Regions from separate parts of the Mus musculus genome. Here regions 1, 3 and 4 are each linked to region 2. A link is a contact called in public HiChIP or PLAC-seq and promoter capture Hi-C data. All regions are on one chromosome and are shown on one strand. The core of a region is the stretch at or near the end of the contact, and the rest is flanking DNA. Distances in the headings are between cores, read along the strand shown.

The links. HiChIP or PLAC-seq counts read pairs in DNA pulled down with a chosen protein or histone mark. Capture Hi-C pulls out chosen DNA fragments and counts their contacts.
Region 1: an H3K27ac HiChIP or PLAC-seq map of epiblast stem cells shows a contact between it and region 2, with 7 times the contacts expected there. The contact joins the promoter of Uts2r here to the promoter of Aspscr1 in region 2. A contact is called at or near these places in 1 of 39 promoter capture datasets (stem cell-derived epiblast-like cells), 1 of 115 datasets of contacts at active chromatin or transcription factors (epiblast stem cells) and 1 of 9 other capture datasets (pancreatic islet).
Region 3: a promoter capture Hi-C map of liver shows a contact between it and region 2. The contact joins the promoter of Cd7 here to the promoter of Aspscr1 in region 2. A contact is called at or near these places in 4 of 39 promoter capture datasets (hippocampal neurons, liver, pre-B cells and 1 more), 2 of 115 datasets of contacts at active chromatin or transcription factors (pancreatic cancer cells and stem cell-derived neural progenitor cells) and 1 of 9 other capture datasets (liver).
Region 4: an H3K27ac HiChIP or PLAC-seq map of microglia shows a contact between it and region 2, with 5 times the contacts expected there. The contact joins the promoter of Csnk1d here to the promoter of Aspscr1 in region 2. A contact is called at or near these places in 3 of 39 promoter capture datasets (liver, neutrophils and pre-B cells), 4 of 484 Hi-C or Micro-C datasets (CD4 T cells, embryonic stem cells and regulatory T cells), 7 of 115 datasets of contacts at active chromatin or transcription factors (the SCID.adh cell line, embryonic stem cells, epiblast stem cells and 4 more) and 2 of 9 other capture datasets (adipose tissue and embryonic stem cells).

The regions. Positions count from the first base shown.
Region 1 is chr11:121,158,851-121,161,550 of GRCm38.p6, reverse strand. It overlaps Uts2r (urotensin 2 receptor), which reads right to left and starts at 1,280. Exons shown (of 1, transcript NM_145440.1): 1 at 1-1,280. The coding sequence starts at 1,239. The coding sequence ends at 82.
Region 2 is chr11:120,671,636-120,674,335 of GRCm38.p6, reverse strand. Aspscr1 (alveolar soft part sarcoma chromosome region, candidate 1 (human)) reads right to left here and starts at 1,363. Exons shown (of 16, transcript NM_026877.2): 1 at 1,166-1,363; 2 at 241-296. The coding sequence starts at 1,267.
Region 3 is chr11:121,038,068-121,040,767 of GRCm38.p6, reverse strand. It overlaps Cd7 (CD7 antigen), which reads left to right and starts at 1,290. Exons shown (of 4, transcript NM_009854.2): 1 at 1,290-1,475; 2 at 2,418-2,700. The coding sequence starts at 1,403. All of the region lies in intron 1 of Gm11775 (a long non-coding RNA gene), which reads right to left.
Region 4 is chr11:120,989,935-120,992,634 of GRCm38.p6, reverse strand. It overlaps Csnk1d (casein kinase 1, delta), which reads left to right and starts at 1,302. Exons shown (of 10, transcript NM_027874.2): 1 at 1,302-1,700. The coding sequence starts at 1,625. It overlaps LOC115486436 (a long non-coding RNA gene), which reads right to left and starts at 1,271. Exons shown (of 2, transcript XR_003949839.1): 1 at 1-1,271.

The DNA of each region.
Region 1 (2,700 bases), core at 31-2,530, 490 kb before region 2:
TGAGTAGGGGATTCTGGGAATGGGTTCCTGAGTGGCCTGCCTTTGGGTCCTTTCCTACCCGCAGGGTCACACAAAGCACTCTCACACAAAGGCCCCATTAGGGGGAACTGGAGACAGCACGAGGGTCTCTGTGGCCTGTTGGCTGTTGGAGGACAGTGAGCGGCCCGAGTCCTGCTGGAGGTGGACACGGCTGGACAGGAAGCTGCCAGCACTCCCTGGGCCACGGCAACTGCTACCCAGTGACCGCTGGCGGCCACGCAGGTACTCACGGTAGTTCTTGGTGAGCAGAGTGTAGAGGAAGGGATTGATGCAGCTGTTGCCGTAAGTGAGGCAGGCAGTCAGGTAGTTGATGATGCGTGCAGTCTCGGGTGTCAGTGGCATGGCCTGGTGGTACTGGGCCAGCAGCTGCCATAGCCAGAAGGGCAGAAAGCATGCCCAGAAGAGAAGGACGATACCAAGGATGAGGTAGAGAACCCTGGGGTTGGGCAGCCGCCGTGTCTGCTTGAAGGAAGCTTGCTGGGATAGCCAATAGGCCCTGGCCAGACGGATATAGAGCAGCCCAATGACCAGGCCAGGCCCCACAATGCTGGTCCCAAAGAGCAGCGTCAGGTAGGTACGGTGGGCACGAGGGCCCCAGGCTGGCAGGCAGAGGCTCTTAGAGCCCCTACGGACCAGCCGGATGGCAAGCATCATGGGTAAGGTCAGCAGCAGTGCCAGCAACCAGGTGCCCAGCGCCAACAGCTTACGGTAACCCTTGGAGCGCTGGACGGTGTCCAGGGGCCTCAGTACTGCTGCATAGCGTTCACTGCTCATTATGGTCAGGGTGAAGATGCTGGCATGCATTGTCAGGAAGTCCAGGCTAAAGAGAACTCGGCAGCCCACGTCCCCGAAGTGCCAGTCCTTAGTGACGTAGGTGGCTACGATGAAGGGAATGCTCAGCAGATACAGCAGGTCAGCCAGGGCCAGGTTGACCACATAGACGTACATGGAGGCCGAGGCACGCAGAAATCGGCACATGACCACCAGAGTGTACACATTGCCCACCACGCCCACCACACCCATGGTTGAGAGCACTGCCCCGATGACACCGGTGGCCACAAGGTCTTGCAGGGAGCTGGGATCTGTTGGGCCAGTCCAGGAACTGTTGTGGGACACATTAAAGCCACCAGGAAGCTCAGACGCAGTGCTTCTGGACACGGCCAGCATGGGGAAGCTTGTAGACTCCAGGCTCAGCGCCATCTCTGTCCTCACCCTGGGCTTCTGGTGGAAGGACCACTGCTCGGTGAGGAGAACCCGTGGGGAACTTGTCCTGTGGGAGAAGATTAGTGTCAGAGATTCAAAGCTGCAACCTACTTCCATGCCCTAACAGCCTCTGTGAAGGACAGAGTCACTGTCCCTCTGCAGAGAGACAAAGGCTCACCAAGTCCTGTCTCCTGTTGGAACCCTCCAAAGAATCCCTTTTGTGTCAACTACCCAGGAGGACCCTAGAGCCATTAGGACCCGCTGTCCCCAGGACACTCCTCCAGCAGAACTGCAAGTCACACCCAAAAGCTTCTTCTAAAAAGTTGACCACAGTGAGGTGTAGGTCAGAGTAGGCAAAGTTAAGGACGCTAAGTTCTGGCTTCACAACCTCAGATAGAGCCCCATTTCCCATTTTATGTTACGCACATGCTTAAAAAAATGATTTCTTCCAATCACAAAAGCAACAGCTAGACTGGGCTTAAAGGTTCAGATAGAAAAATAGGTAAAAGAAAGGCCTTTGGATTTCCTTTTTTTTTTTTAAGGAAATGGGCCTGCACCCCTGCCTCACATTCCGTACTCAGTGGTGGAGGGCAGTCGATCAAAAGCAGGTAGAAGAAAACAGTATGTGCCATGCCAGGAAGATGGTTATTGTTGTGTGGTGTGCATGTGTGAGTGATTGTGTACATGTGTGCATGCCACAGTGATCATGTGGAGGTCAGAGGGCAAGCTTTGGATATTGGTTCTTTCCTTCTTTCCCATGCAGGTCTCCAGGCTCTAACTCATGCCATCTGTCCTGGAGGCAGGTGTTCTCACCCACTGAGCCACCTTACCAGTCCTCTTACCCTCAAATGACTAAAAAAACCAAAAACCAAAAACCAAACCCACAAAGTCTCACTATGTAGCCCTAGCTGGCTGGGAACTCTCTATGTAGACCAAAAGATTCTGCTTAAGTGTGCACCATGCCTGGCTTTTTTTTTTTTTTTTTTTTTTGAGAAAGTATAGGTTCTCTCTCTCTCTCTCTCTCTCTCTCTCTCTCTCTCTCTCTCTCTCTCTCTCTGTGTGTGTGTGATTTATTTAATATGTATGAGTGTCTTGACCTCACAAATGTATATACACCACATACATGCCTGGTACCCTCTGGGTCCAGAAGAGAATATCAGATATCTCGTAGTTGGAGTTACAGATGGTTGAAAGCTACCATGTGGTTGCGGGAAACCACACCCAGGTCTTCTGCAATAGCAGCAGGTGCTCTTAATCACTGAGCGATCTCTCTAGCTCCAGGTAAAGATTACTAAAAAAAACAAAACAAAACAAACAAACAAAAAAAAAACAACAACAAAAACCTTCTTAGCGTTGGAGAGATCACTTGCTGCTCTTGCAGGGGAACTGGGTTCAATTCCTAGCATCCACATAGCAGCTAAAAGCCAACTGTAATTCCAGCTCCAGGGAATTGATACT
Region 2 (2,700 bases), core at 114-2,613:
CTGGTCTACAAAGTGAAGTCCAGGACAGTCAGGGCTACACAGAGAATCTGGGGGCGGTTGGGGGGGGGGGGTGGCACAACCATACTCTGGGCACTTTGGACTTTGCCTTCAGAACTGGGCAAGGATAAACTTCTGTTGTATTAAAGTACCTATGGGGGCGCTTCTAAGGCAGAGATAGTATGTGTTGAGAAAAGGACCAGGTAGACTGAGAAGCCCACAGCTGAGTCCAAGCAAACTCACTTCAGGTCGTATTCACTGGGGTTGAAGTCTTGCCGCCGGCATGTGTCTTCTAGTACCTGTGGGACAAATGATCGGTAAAACCTACCTCAACTGATAGTAGGCGCACTGGCCAGCCCACCAAACATCTCACTCACCAGCTCCAAGCAAACTACATGCAAATCCTGTCTACTCTCTCCCCTCCTACTGGGGACCCATTATTGACTTAATCCTCCAACTATGGCCTAGCCTGTCCACCCCTGGTCCCATGTTCTAGGCTCTGCGAGGCCTCTAGCCACAAATAATAATCTGCCTTACTGAACTTTGTGTCCACGGCCACTCTGTGGCCCGGCAGTCTTTGTGCAACTGCTGCATGACCAGAACCCTCCTCTACATGAGCGCAGCTCCAAATGGAGGTCACTCTGTATGGCCCTGCCACAGATATGAATCGTGTACGCCTTTGTAACCTAACAACAGAGGTTTAATAAGCAGGTGTAATTCATACGAGGTCACAAACAGCAACAATCAAAAGCCGTGAGTGACTTAGCAAAATTCACTTCCGGGAACACAGGCCCTAGGGTCCGGAGGGACGCCCCTGAGCTGAGCAGGAAGGAACGCCACTCTTCCCGGTGACCGAGAAGGCTGGATTCGGACAAGCGCCGAAGATTCTGGGGCTCGCAAGGCTCGACCCTGTTAGTGGGGTCCACCCCACCGTGCTCAGCAAACGCGCCTCCAAGTATCCCGCCCCGCCCCCGGGACCCAGATCTAGAGGATGGGGCGGACAGCCGCGCGAAAGGCGCTCATTGGCTGCCTCAGGCCCCGCCCACCGGGACCCGGTCCCGCCCTACCGCCCTAGGAGCAACCGCAGGGGCGGGCCCTGATGCGGCGACCCCGGGCGGCCCGCGGGTCCACCCATCCGCCCGTTCCCCACCCGGGCCGGCGGCCGCACCTGCAGCAGCACGGTGCTCGGCGTCACCTTCACCGTGTGGCGCCGCCCGTTTGGGGCCAGCACCGACACCGCGGAGCCCCCGCCGCCCGCCGGGGCCGCCATCTTCCGCTCACGTGACCGCAGCCGGCTCGCCTCAAACAACTTTATCCGCAACAGCCCGGACGCACAGCCACGCGGTCTCGGGGGCGGGGCCAACTCGCTTCCGGGCCCGCCCCCGGCGCTCTGGCTCTGCTTTGCTATTAGGCAGCCTGATGGCGTCCCGACGGCGCGGACCAAAGGCACCTCCCTGGAAGGAGCACAGTTCTGTCAGGGACATTGTTTCTTCATCCGGAGGCACGTGTTCCTGGGAACCTCCAAGCTCTGGGGGCTGCCTGCAAGAAAGCTATGCTGCCTGGGGCCAGCCTGGGGCCCACAGCTACCTGTCTGTCACCAAGTACTGGGTATGCGCACACCAGAGTTAGCCTTTGTACCTACTCCGTTAAGTACTGATCCTGCCTCCCTTCTCAAGTGTTCCTGTGATCATCATCGTCACATGGCGACAACCTTTTAGAAAAATATTTTATTGAGACTGATGTGGTAATGCAAGCCTTTAATCCCAGTATGTTGGAGGCAAAAACAGATCCCTGAGTTCAAGACCAGCCTGGTCTACAGAGCAACAGTCTTCCAGGACAACCACGGCTACCCAGAGAAACCCTGTCTTGAAAAAATAACAACAACAATAATAATAAAGTTATATTTTATGTGTTTTTTTTTTATTGTGTGTCTGTGGAAGAGCAGGTACAGGCATGCTATGGTACCTGTGTGCATTGTCAGCGAACTTGCCTGTTCCCTCCTTCCACCTTGTGGGACTGAGGGATTCATTTGAGGTTACCAGGCTTGGTGGCACTTTTACTTGCTGAGCCATCTTGTTGACTTCAGGCCCTCTCTTAGCTTGTCACCATGACTTCAAGGAGAATGCTTTGCCTATGGTCCTTGGGATTGTTGTAAAAATCTCCAAATCTGACTGGAGAAGCTGGTATACAGCATCTGTGTCACACGTGTGTATTGACAAACATGGGGAAAAGAATGGGAAGAGTTTGCGTGTTCTATGCAACCTTAGACCCTCACTGTGCTGCCCACCTTCCCGGGTCCCCTTTGGTTTTCTTCCTTTCTTTTTTACACACTAGCATTTAAAACAAAACCTCACAAACCCTCAAGTCTGTTTTCTTTCAACTGTCCCACTGTTAGAATCCTCTGGCAGAACATTTAGAGAGGTGCAGTGAGAAAAATGGACAGCCATCAAGAGATACAGATTGTTCTGAAAGTGAGCATGTGAAATTTGACCATGGTCAGGCTCAAGTTAAAGTCGGAATCCTCCATAATCAAGGTCCCTCTTTCCTTGGGTAGTAAATTAGTCAGCTATAGGCTAATTCTTTAAGACTACAATGCCATGTTTTTTTTTTTTTCTTCCCACATTTATTATGCAACAGTTTTAACACCAATTGATGAATGAGTTTTTTTTATTTATTTCCTTGACAGTTGTCCGGGCTAGTTTT
Region 3 (2,700 bases), core at 41-2,540, 370 kb before region 2:
TGATGCTACCGCCCAGCACCCAGATGCACAGAGTCTGTGCCTCTTCAATCAAAATAAATGCACTGGGGTTTGGGTCATCACCTCCTCCTGGAGCCCTGGAGCCCTTAGGCACAGCCCATAGGGCCCTGTGTGTCTATGATCTCTGAAACTTGAGGCATGGTGCCCCAAACAGTCAAAAGTGTCGATGCACGAAGACCACATCAAGGTCAGCCCTGCAGAGGTGGCAGCACTCCAGTCCATGTGCCCCTGGTGTGGCCACGGGCATCCTAGGAAGGAGACTAGGTCTAGGTCTTTGACTGTTCTTACTTCCCTGTAAAGTCTGTCTTTCCATGAACTTCTCCCCTGGGGGCTAGGTGCTGATTTCTTTACTGCCCACCTGACCCAGCTCCCCTCGTATTTCTCTCCAATATTCTCAGGCTGCACAGTTCCATACCTGCTGTCCCTGTGTTACCACAGGTGACCTGTCCCTCCCCAACCCTTTGTTCCTAAAATCTTCCAACTTTGACCTTCCTTTACCTGAGTCCCTCTCCCATGTGCCCTCAAGTACCCCGCATGGCACCCCTGTCTACACCATAGCATTCCAAACCCACCTACAGGGGGAGCATCTTCCCCCTTAGAGTAGGACCCCGGAGGAACTGCTTTGAGTCCCTATGTGACACTGTACACACACACACACACAAACTCACCCCTCAGTGTGACACACTGGCTCTGGTACCAGCAATAAAACTCATGGTTGACAAGAGTCCTAGCTCTCCCCCAACCTGGGAACCAGACACAGGGCCCTCGGTTTTGTCCCAGAAGGCAGATTGCTATTGAAGGGGCTCCTAGCCGCCCTTTGGCCTAGCAGATCTGGCTCAATCATGCTTCTAAGGAAGGATCACCCAGGCCGCCAAGGCAACCACAGCCAAGGCTACTGGGTATGCTGTGTCAGGCTGAAACCCCAGTGTGTCCAGACAACAGGTGAGACCACAGACCTGAACACATCCCAGCAGAAAATGACACAAAAGACCAGAGGAAACTTCAACTCCCTCCCGGCCTCTAAACCTTTAAGTCCCTCTAATTTTTCTTCCAGGTTACAGGACTAGTTCTTATTTCTTCTTCCTCTTGACGTCTCCTGTGGAGACTCTTGGTTAAAGATGATAAAGATGTGGGCCAGCCAACCAGCCAGGGAGGACAGTTGGGGTCAGGTGGCTTCCTCCACCTGGCTTGTTGTGTTCCCTGCCCACCAAGCTCCACCTTCATCTTCAGGAAGCCCTCCCTCGGAGCTTCACCACCAATCGCATTGAACTGCCACACCCCTGTTTCTTCCTCTCAGGGTTTTTGGTGTGAACTTTCACAGTGCTCAGTAATGTGTTGTAGCCAGAGTGGCTGATTTGGCTCAGATCACCTGGATTTGGGCGTCATGACTCAGCAGGCAGTGCTGGCTTTGCTGCTTACACTGGCCGGAATCCTGCCTGGCCCCCTGGATGCCCAAGGTAAGCATCCCTGTAGCAGGGCTCCCAGAGAGCATCTCACACACCCACCTGGGGAAGGGTTGGCCCTGACTTGACTTCCCCAAGTCTTAGTCTTAGACCTGGAATAGTCCCAGCTCCGTGGAAAAGCAGAGACTTGAAAGCTTTAGTTTACAGGACTAACATCTACCCTTGGTGCTTGTGAGAACTGTGTTCTTCAGTTCCCTTTCAGAGCAGCTGTCTGTGGGAAGTCTTGTGGTAAGGTGTAAAAGATCTACAATAAGATTATGGGAGGCTCAGGCTCCCAGGCACAATTCTTGTGCAAAACCAGCATAGTGTTCATTCTGTGAGATGCTGAGGTTTGTACTCAGTCTTGCCTACAGGAAAGTGGGTGGTGTGGGTGCCAGGCACGGCAAACGGGGCTGGAATCTGAAAGAGTGAGTATCCCATGAACAAGTCAACATGTGCCCCTTGCGCAGAGCCACAGGCTCTGGATGCCTAGAAATGATGGGGGGAAGGAGGGTGATGAAGAAACCAGCATCGGAAAGAGTAGGCAAAGAGGAGATAGGACTATGGCTGTCTGGGAGTGACTGACTCACTTAAAAGAGAAAGAAAGAGTACAGCCAGGGTGGGGAGTAGTCAAAAGGGAAGTCCTTGTGTTGAGATGCAACAAAGTTGCCAAGTTCCTATAGCATTTCTGCAGAGAGGGGTGTGATGGAGGAGGCATCTCACAGGAATACAAAATGGGAGAAAGAAACCTGGAGGTGTAGAGAGTGCAGCCCCTGTGCACAGCAAAATGAGACAGCATGTGTGAGCATGCGGGTGCGGGTGCTGTGAGAGATGCTCAAGAGTGTGCAAGGACATACATGAATGTAGGATCTGTGGAGCCTCTGAGATACGTGTTAGCGTGTTTGAGTCACCGTGTGCTGTGCGCCAGCTTGGTGCTAACTGGCTGGTTCTTCACAGACGTACACCAGTCCCCCCGACTCACGATTGCCTCTGAGGGGGATTCTGTCAACATCACCTGCTCTACAAGAGGGCACCTGGAAGGGATCTTAATGAAGAAGATCTGGCCTCAGGCTTACAATGTGATTTACTTTGAAGACCGGCAGGAGCCCACAGTAGACAGGACCTTCTCAGGCCGAATTAATTTCTCTGGTTCCCAGAAGAACCTGACCATCACCATAAGCTCCCTCCAGCTGGCAGACACTGGAGACTACACCTGCGAGGCTGTCAGGAAAGTCAGTGC
Region 4 (2,700 bases), core at 53-2,552, 320 kb before region 2:
CAAAGATCAGGCCCGAGGTTGGTAAGAGAGAGGTTAGGCCAGATACCAGGTTTGCTGTTTTCAGTTCAATATAGGGGCTTCTCAGATGAAGTTAGGTATTGTTCATCAACAGAAAAAAAATTATACTTGAATTCTGTCAGTAAGATTATTTTTACTAGTTTGGCCGCATCTGGCTCTGACTCCTGGACTAAAAAGCTAGGCAGTTCCCATACCTGCCGCTCAGTGACCACTGGTTTCAGTTTGCCTTGTGGTGTCTTCTGTCTCCGGCTGTGTAATGCTCCCCAACCTGACTGCCAACTGTGTGCAGGCAGGCACTGCAGGACCACCAAAAGGAAGGGTGGTGGAGCTGGGAGACTAGAAGACATGTCAGCTCCACGTGCTTCTGCAGGGCTGCTGAGTTGTCATGCAGCGTGATACCCTGTGCAGATGCTACGGGTGCTAGCTGACCAAATAGAAGCATTACACTCATCTGTGACTCTCGTGTTTCTGGCTGGGTGAGAGTGGGCCTAGAAAAGCATCTATTTGGAAGGTTGTCCCCTCCTGGTTAGGGGGCACCTCCTGTGTGGTAGCTCCTCCAGAGTCCCTCCTCAGTGGTCAGAATGGACAGCCAAGTCTTGGAAGCTGGCCGTCAGCCTGAACTTCAGAATTCATGTTTGTGTTTGCCAGGGGAACATGCAGATCCAATGCAGACCAGATAAAAATGTTGACTCTCTCTCCAGGCAGACAGCCCTGGAGAGCGATCAGAGTCTGAGACATACCCTCTACACCCTCAGTGAACTCAACACTGACCTTCCTGCCCACAGTGGGTCCCAGGAAGACCTCTTTTCTTCCACCCTTGTGTGCAAGAAGCTGGCAGGCAGCAGCAGGCACGTTTTGCACCATTCAAAGCCCACAACTGGTGATTCCTACAAAAGCTAACTGTCTACCTGTGATCTCAGAGCTAGGCCTGGACCGCCCTCTCTGCCCTTTTCCCCTATCTGTAAAGGGCCTTTCCCGGGGTCTACAAAAGGAACTGCTATTCGGCTTCTCTCTGCCTGTTTAGGGGCAGGGTCGCTATAGCCCAGGCTGGTCTCGAACTCCCAAGGGCTGGAACTACAGGCATTTCTTACCACACATGGCTTAGCTTCCTCGGACTTCTATTGGAGACAAATGGGAAGACCAAAGAGACCAGCTGGAGTCATCCTGCGGGAACGGTGGACACTGGGACAGAGAAACAGGCCTGGTTGCGACTGCGCAATCCATCAAGTAGCCAAGCCCCGCCCCCGAGCACGGTGGCCCCGCCCCCTTGGGTTGCTAGGGGAAGTGACGTCACAGCGCGATGGCGGCGGCTCCTTTAGGCAGCTGAAGGGGGATTTAGGCCCGGAAGATCCGAGTCCATCCGCGGCGGGGAGAGGGCGAGCGGGGCCGGCAAGGGCCGGAGCAGCGGCGGCGGCGCTCGGACTGTCCCATCCGCCCCGTATTGAGGCGCTGAGAGCGACGGGGCGACCGGAAAGCGATGGTGAAAGCGGGGCCGTGAGGGGGGCGGAGTCGGACCGGACCCGCAGTAGCGGCAGCAGCGGCGCCGCCTCCCGGAGCGCAGACCCAGGAAGCGGCCGGGCGGGCAGTAGCGAGCCGCACCGCTGCCATGGAGCTGAGGGTCGGGAACAGGTACCGACTGGGCCGCAAGATCGGCAGCGGCTCCTTCGGAGACATCTATCTCGGTGAGGCCCGGCGCCATCGAGCGCCCGGGGGCCTTGCGGATCGGCGGGCGGGGTCCCCGGCAGGCCGAGGCCTGCGGAGGGCCGGAGTGGACGTTCGGCATCCCCGCAGCCGAGGGCCCGGGCACCGGCCTCGGCCAGACACCAACGGCCGCTGTGCGAGCGCGGCCGGGGGGCTGGGCGCGGCGCGGCGGGTCGGGGTGGGGTGCGGGGAAGGGCTGGAAGGACAGGCCGGTCTTGGGGACTGCAGGCCGGGGGGCAGAGCTCGGAGCGTGTCTGGGGATGGTCGGGGACCCGGGAGAGGAAGAAGGAGGCCTAGAGGCGGGGGCCAGCGGGCCTCGGTGGTGGGGTGTCAGAGGGCGTGGGAAAAGGACTGGGGGCGGGGGCCGGGGGGGGACAGCGGGGAGGGGGAGGGGAGAGCGGGGCAGGGGAGGGCAGCAGGCTGGGGGTGGGGCCCGGAGGGGGCAGGGCCTGGGCCGGGCGTCAGCATCCTCCCCCACCTAAGGTCACCGCAGTAAACAAAGGCCATGCTCTGCTCCGCCAAGGGTCTGGTGCTGTTCCTCAGCTCTGCAGTGGCGTCCTGGATGTTTTCATGTGTGGGGGAGAAATGTCAAAATAAGCCAGATGTAGTGTGGAGGTGGGGAGTGTCCCGGTCAGAAATGGGGGAAACGACCGGCTGATTTCTGAGGGTTCTTGGAGCAGTCTGGGCCTGCTCTTTTCCACAATGGCATCTCCACTTAGCTGACCCGCTAAAGGGATCACCCATAGCCTCCTGGCTGCCACTCTCCTCCAAATCAGGACTGAAAATGTTCCCTGTGCCTGGCCTGAAAGGCCTTGGTTTGGTTGGGGTCTTGAGGATATGTTGAGCATCTAAGTTGACTACTGGACACCCGGAAATCAACAGGAATGAAGTTTTGATGAATGCAGATGCATTCAATGTCGAGATGTAGGCAGAACAGAGGGGAGAGAAGTGGTGTGGAAGGAAGTTCTCATGATGGCTCTC